3 separate regions of the Sus scrofa genome follow, and regions 1 and 2 are each linked to region 3. Evidence: chromatin contacts called from public HiChIP or PLAC-seq data. All regions are on one chromosome and are shown on one strand. Each heading gives the region's core, a stretch centred on a gene start, on an enhancer-like site or on the middle of the called end of the contact. The rest is flanking DNA. Distances are from core to core; before and after follow the strand shown. Region 1 holds the start of SRSF9 (serine and arginine rich splicing factor 9). Region 2 overlaps SPPL3 (signal peptide peptidase-like 3). Region 3 holds the start of ACADS (acyl-CoA dehydrogenase, C-2 to C-3 short chain).

Region 1 (4,971 bases), core at 2,417-4,916, 210 kb after region 3:
GTGGTCTCACAGCAGTTTACCCTCATCACAACTGTGCTCTAAATGACTGTTTGAATAGCAATTTGAATAGACACCTTGAAGACAGAGTGGTATTACTGCATGCATACAGAGCCTAAATTATAGTATGCACTTGATGATGTTGAATAACCAGATGAGCAAAGGCTCAAAAGGGTGTTCCTGTCTAGTATCTCTGGCCTGAGCAAAGAATGGGTCCATGGGTCCCTTAAACATGAGGCCACAATTTTGGTTTCATTTGGGTTCCAACTCGCAAAGATTAGTACCTGGGCTCACAGAAACAAAATCCACCTTGGGTTTCCCTGGATGATCACAAATGACTCCAAGCAATTTAGCTGTCTTCCTCCTAATCCAGAAAGGCTATGCCTGTCACATCCTCACATTTGGGCACATCTAGGCTAGGTATGAACCCCTTTGGTGATGGCAAGCTGCAAGATTTTGCATAATACAAGCTGAATCATTACTGTTTATACCTGAAGTCCTATTAGGTCACTTAGCTGACTCCACTTCTCTCTCCCTAAGAGACAACCCAACTGTCTTCAACAGCACTTTCCAGGCAACAATCATGTGGGAGTGGTAGGACTCAGAGGGTGGTGTTAAAATATCTAAGCACAGGAGTTCCCTGGTGGCTCAATGAGTGTTTCACTGCTGTGGTGAGGGTTCAATCCCTGGCCCCAGGACTTCTGCATGCTGTGGGCATGGCCAAAACAGTATATGTGTGTACACACACACATACACACTTAATCACACCCCCTCCAAATGAAGAAGCATCTGGACTTTAGGAGGCCTTTAGAATATGTAAGCTCCTATATACTCTGGCCAGGGCTCTTTCCTGCTTGCCTTCTTAAGATTAGCAAAGAACAGCTAGAAGCTTTACATGATCCCGAACCCAACAGATGGTTCTGTTTTATTTTAGCAATAATTTATTGTTTTATTCCAAGTACGAAAGTAGTACATGCTAATTACAGACAATTTCACAAACACAGAAAAGCACAAATAAAAATACAGAGATCATTTCCAGCAGGAGATATCACCACAAACATTTGGAAGGTTATTTTCTTCTTCTTCTTTTTTTTTTTTTGTTACAAGCAATGAAAACGATGTATTCTCTTGTACAGAACTGAATAATAAAGGCATAACATTTCCTTTTTTTCCCCCCAGAATATAAAAATGAAACACAGTTGCAATAACAATCTTCAACTTTACTGAGATGTATGACACTTAAACTGAAAGTCCCCACAATGGCATTCTTTGACCAGTTTAATAGATTCCTTCAGAATATATACTTATATGTGTATATGTACACCACTTTAAACTCATTTTAATTATAACTAAATTAGCATGAACTTAATATACTTCAAAACATTTAATACTTAACATTCAATATTATTGTTTGAACCACTCCCTTATTATCAAGGTTTAATGTTTTTAATTGCTCAAAATGCAATGAACATACAAAATTTATTGAGAATTTATGTCCTTGTGATAAAATCCTATAGTGCAATTACTGGATCAAGAGGTATATGAATATGGTCGGGGCCTGATATATACCATCAATCTGTCTTCCAAAAAGGCTATTATACACTAATAGTTATGTGTGGATGACTAATATTTTTTTTACCACACTTGTGGCATGTGGAAGTTCCCAGGCTAGGGATCCAACCTGGAGCCACAGGAGTGAAAATGCCGGATCCTTAGCTGTTAGGCCACAGGGAACTCTGAATTTTTTGTTTATTTGTTTGATTTTTTTTTTTTTTTTTTTGGCAGCATATGGAGTTCCCAAGACTCAGATCCCAGCCTCAGTTGCGACCTATACCAGATCCTTTAACCCACTGTGCAGGGCTGAGGATTTTACCTGCATCCCAGAGCTCCAGAGACACCACCAATCCTGCTGCACCACAGTGGGAACTCTTGTTTGTTTGATTTTTAAAGGCTAAGAGATGGTATAACTACAAATCAACTACATTGAGATTAAATATTGGGTTTTATTCTCTTGCTTCTGCTGGCACTAATGGAATATGTTTATATTTCCTAACTCCCCCCATTTTGTTTGTTTACTCATTGCTTTTTAGGGCCACGCCTGGCAGCATATGGAAGTTTCCAGGCTAGGGGTCAAATCAGAGCTGTAGCTGCCAGCCTACACCACAGCCACAGCCATGCCAGATCTAAACCCAGTCCGAAACCTATATCACAGCTCAGGGCAACCACGGGATCCTTAATCCACTGAGCGAGGCCAGGGATGGAACCTGCATCCTCATGGATACTAGTCAAATTCATTTCCACTGAGCCAGGACAGGAACTTCTCCCGCATTTTATTAGGAAAGTTTTCAAATATACAGAAGGGTTGAAAGAATGGTACAGGGAACACACTGAATACACCCGTCATCTAGATTCTACAGTTAACATTCTGCTGCGTTTACTTTCTCACATATCTACCCATCCAACAATTCAGAGGTTTCATTTTCAACATGAAACATCTTTCTAGATCAAGACTCTTTAGATGCAAGGCCTCATTCTTTTTTTTTTTTTTTTAAGGGCTACACGCGTGGCATATGGAGGTTCCCAGGCTAGGGGTCAAATCGGAGCTACAGCTGCAGGCCTACACCACAGCCACGTCTGCGACCTACACCACAGCTCAGGGCAACGCTGGATCCTTAACCCACTGATCGAGGCCAGGCATCAAATCTGCATCCTCATGGATGCTAGTCAGATTTATTTCCGCTGAGTCAGGATGGAGAACTCCAAGGCCTCACTCTTTTAACGTCAGTGCTTTGCACTATGGAATGTAAATGTGGAAACGTTCCAAAGTACGGGACTACCTTAAGCTCCTGAGCTTCTGAAGGACTCAGCGCGCAGGCTGGAAGCGTAGCCATGGGTTCTAAACCCAACCCCATTAGGATACACACGTTTTCTCACCTGTGACATTGCAATCCCTCCATGCTGGGTGAGGATTAAAAGCACAGATCTTGAGAAGCACTCTATAGTGACGGTCGCTATAGTTTTGTTTCTTTTACTTCCTCCTAGTCTCCGATAAGCTTCGAGTCCAAGCTACCGGGCCCACCTCAGGTCCCTCACATCCATTTTAGCCCGCCTTACACCCTTAGTTCTAAGCAACAGTAAAATAGGGACAGGGTGGCCCGGAAGGCTACAGACCTGAGGCTGAGGGCCGCGATGGCTGCTGGGGGGTCGCCCTGAGGCCCCGGCCGACTTCCTCTCTCCGGCGCCCCGCACGCGGAGTGACGGCCCGCGGGGGTTGCCCTGGTTTCTACACCCTCGTCATATCAGTAAGTGCTCACAAAAGCCTATGAGGTAGACAGCGCTACATAGGGAGAAAACTGAGGCCCAGGAAGCCTGAGTCACTTGCCCAAGTCCACGCAGCTGGCGAGTGACTGAAGTGAATCCAAAACGCCCGACTCCAAGGTCTCGCTCTCTCCAGCCGCCAGGGTCCCACTTTGCACCTACAGGGGGCGCCGGCTTGCACGCACGCGCAGTCGTTGTGGCCGCGTCCCCTTTAAGAGGGTTCCTTTTGCCTCCTCCGACCCCTTCGCTTCCGCTCGCCTTCCCACAATGCTGTGCGGCTGAGTGCCTCCGAGCCCGCGGGGACGCTGCGGGGGGACCCCGGCTGAGGCGGCGGCGGCGACGTGGGCTGCGGCGGGCCCGCGGCGTCGGGCGGTGCGGATGTCGGGCTGGGCGGACGAACGCGGCGGCGAGGGCGACGGGCGCATCTACGTGGGGAACCTTCCGACAGACGTGCGCGAGAAGGACCTGGAGGACCTGTTCTACAAGTACGGCCGTATCCGCGAGATCGAGCTCAAGAATCGGCACGGCCTCGTGCCCTTCGCCTTCGTGCGCTTTGAGGACCCCCGGTGAGGCCCCCGCACCGCCCGCCGGCCTAAGGCCCTGTGCCCCCTCCTTCCCTCATCCCCCATCCCTTTCCCGGGCCTCCCCTCCCTCCGCGCCGTAGACCCTTCACGGCGCCCCCGGGTGGAGGCTGAGGCCTCTCACCGCGGGACTCTGGGCCGTCCTTTAATCCGTCGTCACTTCCTCTGTTATTATTTTTTACTTTACTTAAAAACATAAAAGGCGGACCTTGTGAGGACCCAAGCCCGCCCAGACAGGCCTCCGCGATAGTACAGACGGGCGTTCTCTCCCTCACAGCCGGACAAGCACCCTTCGCGGGTAGCGGCCCAAGGCTTGAGAAGCTTGGCCCCTGAGCTGGCCCGGGAGAGGACTGGGTGAGGAGCAGAAGTAGTCGGTCGCCCTCCCTGGCCACCCCACCCCCAGCTGGAACTCTCCGTTGGCAGGGAGCTTGGTGCGGGAGTATGGATGCCTTTCGAGGGGGCTTTTGATGGAACAGATCGCCAGCCTCAGGGACTCGTTCTTATAAAAGCATCAGGGATTTGGGGAAACTTCTAAAACAGTCTGTTGGCATCTCTGATGTCACTCTGTCTTCTCTATTGCGGGAGGCAACTCTGGATGCTAAGGGCCCCGGGGAGTTGGAAGCTCTCGATCCTGAAACCAGCTCGAAGGAATCTTTGGTTTTGTAAAGAGTGTCGGCCCTTGGCCCAGAAAAGGCCTGAGGACTTTCAAAACTGAGGTTGGTGGTTCTTAGAAGTCACTGCACTGTGCTGCTTACCTCACTCGGGGTAAATCCAAACCCGTTCTCCATTTTTTAGCATTGTCTCAGGAAGCACGTTGCCTAGTCTGTGCCCTGTGGGCTTCACTCCGAAGACTGCCCCTGGGTCCGGGGTGGTGGTAGGAGGCAAGGGGAGCCTCGGGAGATGGGGAGGCAGGACGCATCTTGAGGTTTTGATGGCTGAAGATTCTGACAGTTCATCCCTAGTGTCTTATCATTTGCCTCAAAAGTGAAACTAGGCATCTTCACACCTAAGGTGGAAAAGGTTGCAGTTCTATTAATTAGTAATACAGTTCTAGGATTTTTTTTTTTTAACTGAT
Region 2 (4,603 bases), core at 423-2,922, 200 kb before region 3:
TGAATAGAAACACAGAAACAGAGTTTTGGGTGAAAAAGTTTTGGGTGTTGCTTTGCCAGGCAAAGGAGGCCACAGCAGGGGAGTTCCGTCATGGCTCAGTGGTAACAGTTTCCATGAGGATTCAGGTTTGATCCTTGGCCCTGCTCAGTGGATTAAGGATCCAGTGAGGATGCCATGAGCTGTGGTGGACGCAGCTTGGATCCTGCATTGCTGTGGCTGTGGTGTTGGCCAGCAGCTGTAGCTCTGATTTGACCCCTAGCCTGGGACCTTCCATATGCTTCGGGTGCGGCCCTAAAAAGCAAAAACAAAGAAATAAACAAACAAACAAAAAAACAGCCACTACCTAAAACCCAGAGATTTTCTGTAGTCAATTTATTTACAATAAATAAATAAACAGAAGCCATAGCAAGCTAATGCCTTAAAGACTGTTCCCTCCCTTGGGAGAGAGATTAGGAAGTGGTTTTATAGTTCGGGAGTAGAAAATAGGGCCACAGATAAGGATCAGGGTAGATGCAAGCTTTTATTCTTCTTCAAAGCTGGTGTTCAGTGGCTCCAGGACTGGTTCTGGTGGTCCTCTTTCATTCTGTAAGGAAGAAGCCTTCATCAAGTCGTTAACATTGTTGGGGGGTTTGAGTTCTGCAGACCCAAGAGCTCAAAGATATTGTTATGGGTATTCCTTGAGGGGGAACCAGGTCCCTACCCCAAGGCTGCACTGCTGTTGCTTGACTGCTCCTCCCTTGTCTCTGCATCCCCTCCCTTCCCTGAACAGCAACTGTTTGAATCTGCTCTTTGGAACTCTGGGAAGGTCTTGGAGGCTGAGGCTTATTCCCTCAACACAAGAAATGGGGTCCTGCTTGGTTTCAGTAAGGGCTTCAACAAGTGAATGGGGGTGAGGGGAGCCACAAACCTTCAGTTCATAGTGGTTCCCATTCCCATTCCCATTTTTTTTTTTTTTTTTTTCCTTTTTCTAGGGCCACACCCGCAGCATATGGAGATTCCCAGGCTAGGGGTCGAATCAGAGCTGTAGCCACCAGCCTACACCACAGCCATAGCAACACCAGATTCAAACCACGTCTGCAACCTACACCACAGCTCACCGCAATGCCGGATCCTTAACCCACTGAGCAAGGCCAGGGATTGAACCTGAAACCTCATGGTTCCTAGTCAGATTTGTTAACCACTGAGCCATGACAGGAACTCCACCATCCTCATTTTATAAACAAGAAAAATAAAGCAGCAGGCACAGGCAGTGGTAAAGAAAATAGATGCTCTCCTCACCCTCCCGAGGTTACAGTTTGGTGGGAGAGGCTGATATGAAATTACAAAATGCTGTCATCTCTGTGGATGAAAGCAGGGGGAGTTACGCAAGCCTAGGGAAGTGGAACTCCATCTGGTTTAGGGAGTCAGAGAAAGGGACTTTCCTGGGGAAGTGCTGGATGAGCTGAGAGGGGTGTGGAGTGGAAGGCCCAGAGGCAGACAGGAGCAAGGCATGTTCTAGAAACTGAAGGCATGCGGACATTGTGCCGAAAGGCAACGGAGACCCCAACGGAGGAAAATGGCTGAATTGGGGGTGTGTTTTGAAGATGGGTCACTCAAGGGGACAGAGAGGAGCAGGGGACAGCCCAGCACGAGTGCCTGTGTCCCTCAAACTACTGATGGGAGAAAAGCAGAACAGCAGCAACGGTGACAGCCCTGGCAGCGTCACTGATACCCCAGCCTGAGCTGCTCTGGGACTCAGAAAGTCTTAGATTTTGAGGGCTCCTCAATGGCTTATTGGCTGTGTGTCCCTCTGCAAATGGCTTGCCCTCTCTGGGCCTCTGGGTCTCTGGATGGACTGGGAGAGGTAAGGCTGCAAGGCTCTGAGCTGCCTTCTCAGCATTTCTCAGCAGGCCCTGGGCTGCCCTGAAATTTCAGCAGTCTGCGTGCCATTGCCTTTTCCTCCTGGCTTCTGAGTCCCCAGGGCAAAAACCAGGCCCCACCCAGCCAACTCCAGCTCTTAAACACAGCCCTTCTTAGGAGAGCATTTCCCCTCCCCCAGGATCTCACTGCTTCTTGAGCCCAGGCTTGTCCAGGATTACTCCAGGTGCTTGTGTTTGCTAAATTCAAATCCTGCTTCTACCACATCCTAGCTATGAACTTCGACAAGGGACCGGCATCTCTGAACCTCAGTTTTACCATCTGCATCATGAGGATTTGTTGGGATTCAGTGAGATCTTACAATACACAGTGTTCAACCCATGTTTGGGGCACAGCAACCCCAAATAACTGTTTTCTTTTCTTTTACTTTTTTTGATTTTTAGGGACACACCTGAGGCATATGGAGGTTCCCAGGCTAGGGGTCCAGTCGGAGCTACAGCTCATGGCAATGCCAGATCCTTAACCCACTGAGCAAGGCCAGGGATCAAACCCACAACCTCATGGTTCCTAGTTAGATTTGTTTCTTCTGAGCCATGACTGGAACACCAACTGTTTTCTTTTCTTTTTTTTTTTTTTGCCTTTTGTCTTTTTAGGTCTCCACCGGTGGCATTTGTGTGTGTGTGTTTTCATTTTTAAAAGACATTTAATTATATAATATTCAACACATGTCATATAACATATTCATTCCAAAAACATTTATTTTTTGTTTTTTGGCCTCACATGTGGCATGTGGAAGTTCCCGGGTCAGGGATCAAACCCGCACCTTAGTGGTGACCCGAGCCACTGCAGTGACAACACTGGATCTTTGACTTGCTGTGCCACAAGGGAACTCTCAGAAACATTTACGAAGGATCTGCTGGATACCAGTCCCCGTTGTAGATGCTGAGGGTACAGCAGGAACTTAGATCTAATTGCTGCCTTTGTGAGCTTACCTTGTAGAAAGATCGATAGACAATATGCAAATAAAAACTGATACTCTTTTCATCTCTCACATGGTAGTAAGTATTCCAGGAAAATTTAAATTAGGAAAGAAGTACAAGGGAGCACAGAGTGAATGATAAGGGGTATAACTGTAAAGACTGTAACCTTAAAAATCTTCACTGAAGAGGTGACCTTTGGACAAAACCCCTAAATACGTTATAAAACATAATCACAAAATAAACATCATCCATGAGCCCACCTCCTAATTTATGAGCTGGAGCATTATCTCTTCTGAAGCCATGATTTGATTTGATTTGATTTTTTGTCTTTTTGTCTTTTCTAGGGCCACACCTGCAGGATATGGAGGTTCCCAGGCTAAGGGTCCAGTCGGAGCTGTAGCCACCAGTCTATGCCACAGCCACAGCTACGCCAGATCCAAGCCGCATCTTCGACCTACACCACAGCTCTCGGCAAAGCCGGATTCTTAACCCACTGAGCAAGGCCAGGGATTGAACCCGCAACCTCATGGTTCCTAGTCAGATTCGTTAACCACTGAGCCATGACAGGGACTTCTGATTTTTTCTTTTTTTTTTTTTTTTTTTTTTTTTTTTTTGCATTGCTTTCCCCACATTGGATGGAAACCCTGGAAGCATAGGCTGAAGGTTACATAGGTGGGGAGTATGAGGTGGCCGCCAGTATCCAGTGCAGGCTGCTTGTGGCCAGATCCTTAGTGGTAGTTCCATCCATCCAGCTCCCCAGGGTTCCTGCCTATTTTCAGATCCTATCTCACTCACTCCCTCTCTAAGCTTCTAGATATCCTTCCCACGCATTCTTTTCTGCCTAAGTTACGTAGGATGGGATTCCATGGTTGGCTACCGATGGGCTCAGACCTTCAGGTGGTCCTGCGATATAACCATGTGTCTTTTCCTTTTTTTTAAAAATTTTTTAAATGATTTTTATTTTTTCCATTATAGTTCATTTACACATGTGTCTTTTCTTAAGCGTGTCTTTCCTTTTGGATGTGTATGACTTGTGTCTCCTCGCCCCCAACCTCCCCTGCCCAGATGGAGGGATATCTTGAGGGCTAAACACAGTGTGGGACTCAAAAACAGCTAGGTTGAAGGAATTCCTGTTGTGGCTCAATGGGTTATGAACCCGATTGGTATCTATGAAGACGGGGGTTTGATCCTTGGCCACACTCAATGGGTTAAGGAGCTGGCGTTGCTGTGAGCTGTGGTGTACATCAAAGATGCGTTTCTGTGGCTGTGGCGTAGGCTGGCGGCTATAGCTTCCATTCAGCCCCTAGCCTGGGGACTTCCATGTGCCCCAAGTGTGGCTGTAAAGAAAAAAAAAAAAACACAGCTGGTTCATAGACATGGAATTTTCCAACGATCGTGGAGCATCTTCTAGGCAACTAAATTGTCAGCCTGATATAGGCAGCATGTGGTTACCCTTTGTTGGCAAATTTCACATTAAAGTTTCAGATTTTTTTATTTTTTTACTTTTTAGGGCTGCACCCATGGCATACGGATGTTCCCAGACTAGGGGTCAAATCGGAGCTGTAGCTGCCAGCCTACACCACAGCCACAGCAATGCCAGATCTGAGCGATGTCTGCCACCCACACCACAGCTCACATCAATACCCATTGAGCTCACGGCAACCCACTGAGTGAGGCCAGGGATTGAACCCGTGTCCTCATGGATACTAGTTGGGTTCATTAACTGCTGAGCCATGAAGGGAATGCCTTAGATTTAAAAAAAAAAA
Region 3 (4,813 bases), core at 490-2,989:
ATTATTATTCCAGAAGTCACATGCTGGCTATAGGCCTCGAGTGGGTCAAGAGAAACTTCCCAAGCAATTGCTGGGTCCCTGGACCCCACTCCTGCTTAGGGTTCCTCGACTGGAGGAGTCTCAGTGCCTCTGTCACTGTCATCAGTCATCCTAGGACCGAAGGCAGATCCCATCATAGGCTGCTGAGGTTGGAACTCTCACCTGAGCCTCCGGGAAGCGATGTTCCTTGTCCACCTGGGCTGCAATGGGAACCAGCTCCTTCTCGGCAAAATCCCGGCATGTCTGACGCAGCATCTGGTATGTCTCAGGCAGTTCCACAGACTGGAAGATGGTATGCAAGCGACGACAGTCCCGAGGCCAGAGAGCTGCCAGTGAGAAGAACAGGAGTCAGTGGAAGGGGGACCCAAGAGGTCTTGTGTAATAATAATAATAACAAGAGTTCCCACTGTGGATCCTCTGACTAGTGTCCATGAGAATCCGGGTTCGATCCCTGGCCTCACTCAGTGGGTTAAGGTTCCGGTGTTGCCATGAGCTGAGGTGTAGGTCGCAGAGAAGGCTCAGATCCCCCGTTGCTGTGGCTGTGGCTGTGGCCAGCAGCTGCAGCTCCAATTTGACTCCTAGCCTGGGAACTTCCATGTGCCACAAGTGTGGCTCTAAAAACACAAATAATAATAAGGATCCACTAACTGGGTGGTTCTCCAACACAGACGATATTCTCCCCCAATAGCAGAGTAGAATGCTATTGGTATGGAGTGTCTAGAGGCCAGAAACACTGCTTAACACTGTACAGGACAGATACTACAACAAAGAATTATGGGCTCCAAATATCAATAGCACTGCTGTTGAGAAATGAACTGAATGTTTACTCTGCTTACTAAACACTTTGTACAACCATCCGACTCAGTTGTCAATACAACACCAATAATAAGAGCACAGCTCTGTGACCTGAGGCAAGGATCTTAACCTCACTGAGCCTGGGTTTTTCTAAAATGCAGAAGAAAACAGCATTCAGCTCCTGGGCTGGGAGGGCAAAGAGTCACTAACTATAGCACTCAGCACAGGCTCTGGCAGAGACAGCTCTCAATGAGGGTTCCCTTTATTGTTTGTATTTGGGGTAAGTGGGTCTTGACCAGGCTAAGGAAGCCCTGGCCACAAGTGTCACTGCTGCCACTGCTGGAGAGAAATGAAAATATGGGAAAGGTACTGCATGAAATCATCAACGAGCGCTAATACTTACTGAGCACCTGTAATATGCCAGCACTGTACTAGTGTTTTACCTACTCTGGGATTTAATCCTTATAACAGCCCTATGAGAATAACAGTAATACACTGGCCATTTTAGACATGGGGCAGCTGAGGCTGACAGGGGCTGAGCGTCTGCCAAAGGTCACATATTCAGAGTCTGGGTTCAATTCCAGGCCTGGCTTCTAAAGAAGGGCGCACCTTCAAGCTCCGCGGAGGGTCAACGAGGGAAAGGGGATGTGGATGCAGCGGTGGGAATTGGGATAGCGGTCAGAGAAGGGGTGAGGTTACGCAGGCGCGAGGAGCAGCCTAACTGGGGCAAAGGCCGCGCGCAACCAGAGGAGAATCACCCGCAGGCCGCAGGGGAGAACAGATCGCCGGGACGCAAGCCCGACGGCGGACAGGGTCGCGGTCCCTCCCCACTGTGTGGAGGCGGATTGCACTCACCTCCGCGGACAGGGCCGCAGGCTCGGGCGAGCAGCGCGGCAGCCATGAAGGACTGAGACCGGAGTCAGGTGACAATACTGCACTGCTACCCGGAGACCTCTCAACAGTGAGCAAGGTTCCGGGTCGCGGGGGGCGGGGCCGGCGCGAGCCAAAGGCCACGCCCCTCAGGCATCGGGGGCGGGTCCTCCCGAGTCCCGCCTCCCTCCCAGGAGCTAAAATTTAACTGTCCCGCTTTCGGAGTGCACTCAGGATTTTTAAACTCTTCGAGGGTGGGCTGATCTCTCCTAAAATCCAGTTTAGCTGAGTGAGATGCCCTCTGGGGCCTATGCCCTCTACTTCCCCGACTCCGCGCCCACCACGCACTTGCTATCCTTGCTCCAACCTCACGCAGTAAAAATGTCTGTAAAGCCCCAGGCTAGCATTATGGTTCGGCTATGTAGGCGTTCATAGTTAGTGTTTGCGAGGCAGAATATCATAGAGGATGTTAAGCCGTGGCCAGTTATTAGAGCTGTTGCTCCTATAAAGCTTCATGGGGTTTGGATTAGGATTGCTGCAATTACAAGTGCTATATGACTTAACTGATGAGAAAGCGACTAGGGATTTCAAGTCGGTTTGGTGTAAGCAGGTTGAGCTGGTTATGATTATGCCTCAAAGGGAGAGTATTAAAAATGGTAGGCTGGAGTTCCCATCGTGGCACAGTGATTAACGAATCCGACTAGGAACCATGAGGTTGCAGGTTCGATCCCTGGTCTTGCTCAGTGGGTTAAGGATCTGGGATTGCCATGAGCTGTGGTATAGGTTGCAGACGCAGCTCAGATCCTGTGTTGCTGTGGCTCTGGCATAGGCTGGCGGCTACAGCTCCGATTAGACCCCTAGCCTGGGACCTCCATATGCCGCAGGAGTGGCCCAAGAAATGGCAAAAAGACAATAAAAAAAAAAAAAAAAAGGTAGGCTATAAAGTTTGTTAGTGGGTTAAGAATGGTGGTTACCTGCAGTATGTAGTAGCCTCCCAGTTTTAGCAGGACAGCTGCAGGTACTATTGAGCCTACTCATGGGGCAGCTCCAGCACCTCTGTCAGGTTCCTGCCTCTGGCCTTTTGCAGTCATCCTTCCCTCAGCTAGAGCGCTCCTTCCCTTCATCACTCACTGAGACCTCCCCTGACTTCGGGATGCCAGTGTTTCCTCCCACACACTCTCCATCCCATTATTGTATTTATTCCTGGTAGGTAGCACCCGAAATCTTATCAAATCCCCGCCTATTCTTGTGCCAAGAGGTTGCAAGGGAGTTGGGTTGCTGGGAGGAAGATTTCTTTCCCTCAAAGGGCATGAAGGTAGGGTGGCACTGCTGCTTCCCTGTCCTGGTATGGTCTCACTCCTACCTGTGGGGCAGAGGCCCCTCGGGAACAGGGGTCACTGTGCTCTTGTGCCCTGCCTTTGGTCCTTAGCATCCACCATGGACATCTTCACCCTGCCCAAGAAACTGGCAATTTCACTTGTCCAGCAAAGGTTTCCATTGTCACAGGTATAAGTCAGACTTCCAAGGCTCCCGGGCATGACCCATGTGCACCCAGGCATCCATACATCCCTCCAGCTGCCTTTTCTTCCCCCACAACTCAGCCAGGTGTCTGTCCCCAGCACTGACCCACATGTCAAAAGTTCTGTCTTCCTTCAGTACTTTGCTCTGCTTCCTGTAGATCAATCAAAAATGAGACAGTCTTTCAAATGTTACCTTGTATTTAAAAGAAATGCATTCAAAGGAAAGCCCATAATCTATATAGTTCTTTAAAGCCAACGAATGACTATCACAGGAAAATTGTCTGAGGCTTCTTCACTTTTTATTGCCCTACCCAGGCACCAGCCCTGAGTGAAAGAAAAGAGGAAGTGATCTTGGAGAAACGGCATGAGTGATGGCTTGGAGCGAGATCTTAGTTTTCTGCTCGGGAATTGAACCTGGGCAGCCTGGATGAAAACCAGGAATCCTAGACACAAGCTAGAGGCTAAAAGTAGAACTTCCCTGATTCTTGCCCCCTGTTGAAAGCAAGAGTGTTTCAGGGAGGCAAAGACTGTGAAATGGATATAAAGTTTATTGTTAGAGACACAGTACAGCATGTGGGAGAGCAGAAAATAGTAGTGTTTTTTTTGTTGTTGTTGTTTTGGGGTTTTTTTTTTTTTTGTCTTTTTGCCATTTCTAGGGTTGCTCCCGCGGCATATGGAGGTTCCCAGGCTAGGGGTCGAATCGGAGCTGTGGCCACTGGCCTACGCCAGAGCCACAGCAACGCTGGATCTGAGCCGCGTCTGCAACCTACACCACAGCTCACGGCAACGCCGGATCCTCAACCCACTGAGCAAGGGCAGGGATCGAACCCGCAACCTCATGGTTCCTAGTCGGATTCGCTAACCACTGCGCCACGACGGGAACTCCCAGAATAGTAGTTTATTTAAGTCTAAAACAAAAACGTAATACACACCCTAAAGAGGAATGGGAGTACGGGCATCCCCGAGTGGGGAGCTCGCCAGAGAAGTGATCTAAATCACTTACACAGGACAGTTCTTCCAGGTCTTTGTTTACCTTTAGACCATTATCTTGTTTTATTTTTCACACCTGATTGAGCACAAGGCCCTCTCTGATAAGTGTGAGCATCTTTTGGCAAAGATGGATTTCAGAGCAAAGGATGCCAGGATGGTATCAGGACTTATTATGGCCTGGCGCCCGCTCCCTTTTGAGCCCTAGGGTTCTTACTGTGCATGTGTAATTGTGGAGCTCTCCTTGACCCCAGGGGTGACTGATGTAGTCATATCTTATCTTTCTGCCGCAGCAGAGCTCAGCCCCCGCCATCAACTTTCTCCTTGACGTGTCAAAGAGAAACAGGCCCAATTTACTCAGCCTAAAAAGTCCCAGCTGTTCTCAGCCCAGGGGCCCCTCTACCTCCTACCTGAGAAGAAGCAGTAGAGAGGGGGAAATAAATGAGTGGTGTTGGTGGGCAGAGGCCAACGGAGCTTTAGGTGCCGCAGGGCACCAGACTTATTTTTAACTTGTACTGTTTGTGACCTCAAACATGAATGTAAATTTTATATAAAAAGCAGGCAAGGAGTTTCCATAGTGGCTCAGTGGAAACAAATCTGAC

The links. HiChIP or PLAC-seq counts read pairs in DNA pulled down with a chosen protein or histone mark.
Region 1: a contact with region 3 is called in an H3K27ac HiChIP or PLAC-seq map of alveolar macrophages. The contact joins the promoter of SRSF9 here to the promoter of ACADS in region 3. A contact is called at or near these places in 1 of 47 Hi-C or Micro-C datasets (embryonic fibroblasts) and 1 of 2 datasets of contacts at active chromatin or transcription factors (alveolar macrophages).
Region 2: an H3K27ac HiChIP or PLAC-seq map of alveolar macrophages shows a contact between it and region 3. The contact joins the enhancer-like site here to the promoter of ACADS in region 3. A contact is called at or near these places in 5 of 5 promoter capture datasets (fetal liver, fetal skeletal muscle, liver and 1 more), 17 of 47 Hi-C or Micro-C datasets (adipose tissue, blood, brain and 8 more) and 2 of 2 datasets of contacts at active chromatin or transcription factors (alveolar macrophages and skeletal muscle).

What each region holds. Positions count from the first base shown.
Region 1 is chr14:40,432,645-40,437,615 of Sscrofa11.1, reverse strand. SRSF9 (serine and arginine rich splicing factor 9) reads left to right here and starts at 3,666. Exons shown (of 4, transcript NM_001195566.1): 1 at 3,666-3,881. The coding sequence starts at 3,694.
Region 2 is chr14:40,841,115-40,845,717 of Sscrofa11.1, reverse strand. The region is part of intron 3 of SPPL3 (signal peptide peptidase-like 3); the gene reads left to right. Among named protein-coding and RNA genes, the nearest start is that of HNF1A, 25 kb to the left of the region's middle. Within about 2 kb of position 1,672, at least 6 of the 83 cell types and tissues checked have an H3K27ac peak or open chromatin away from gene starts, as enhancers often do. A contact at or near this core is called in alveolar macrophages, where this site is marked.
Region 3 is chr14:40,639,841-40,644,653 of Sscrofa11.1, reverse strand. It overlaps ACADS (acyl-CoA dehydrogenase, C-2 to C-3 short chain), which reads right to left and starts at 1,739. Exons shown (of 10, transcript NM_213898.1): 1 at 1,690-1,739; 2 at 202-365. The coding sequence starts at 1,735.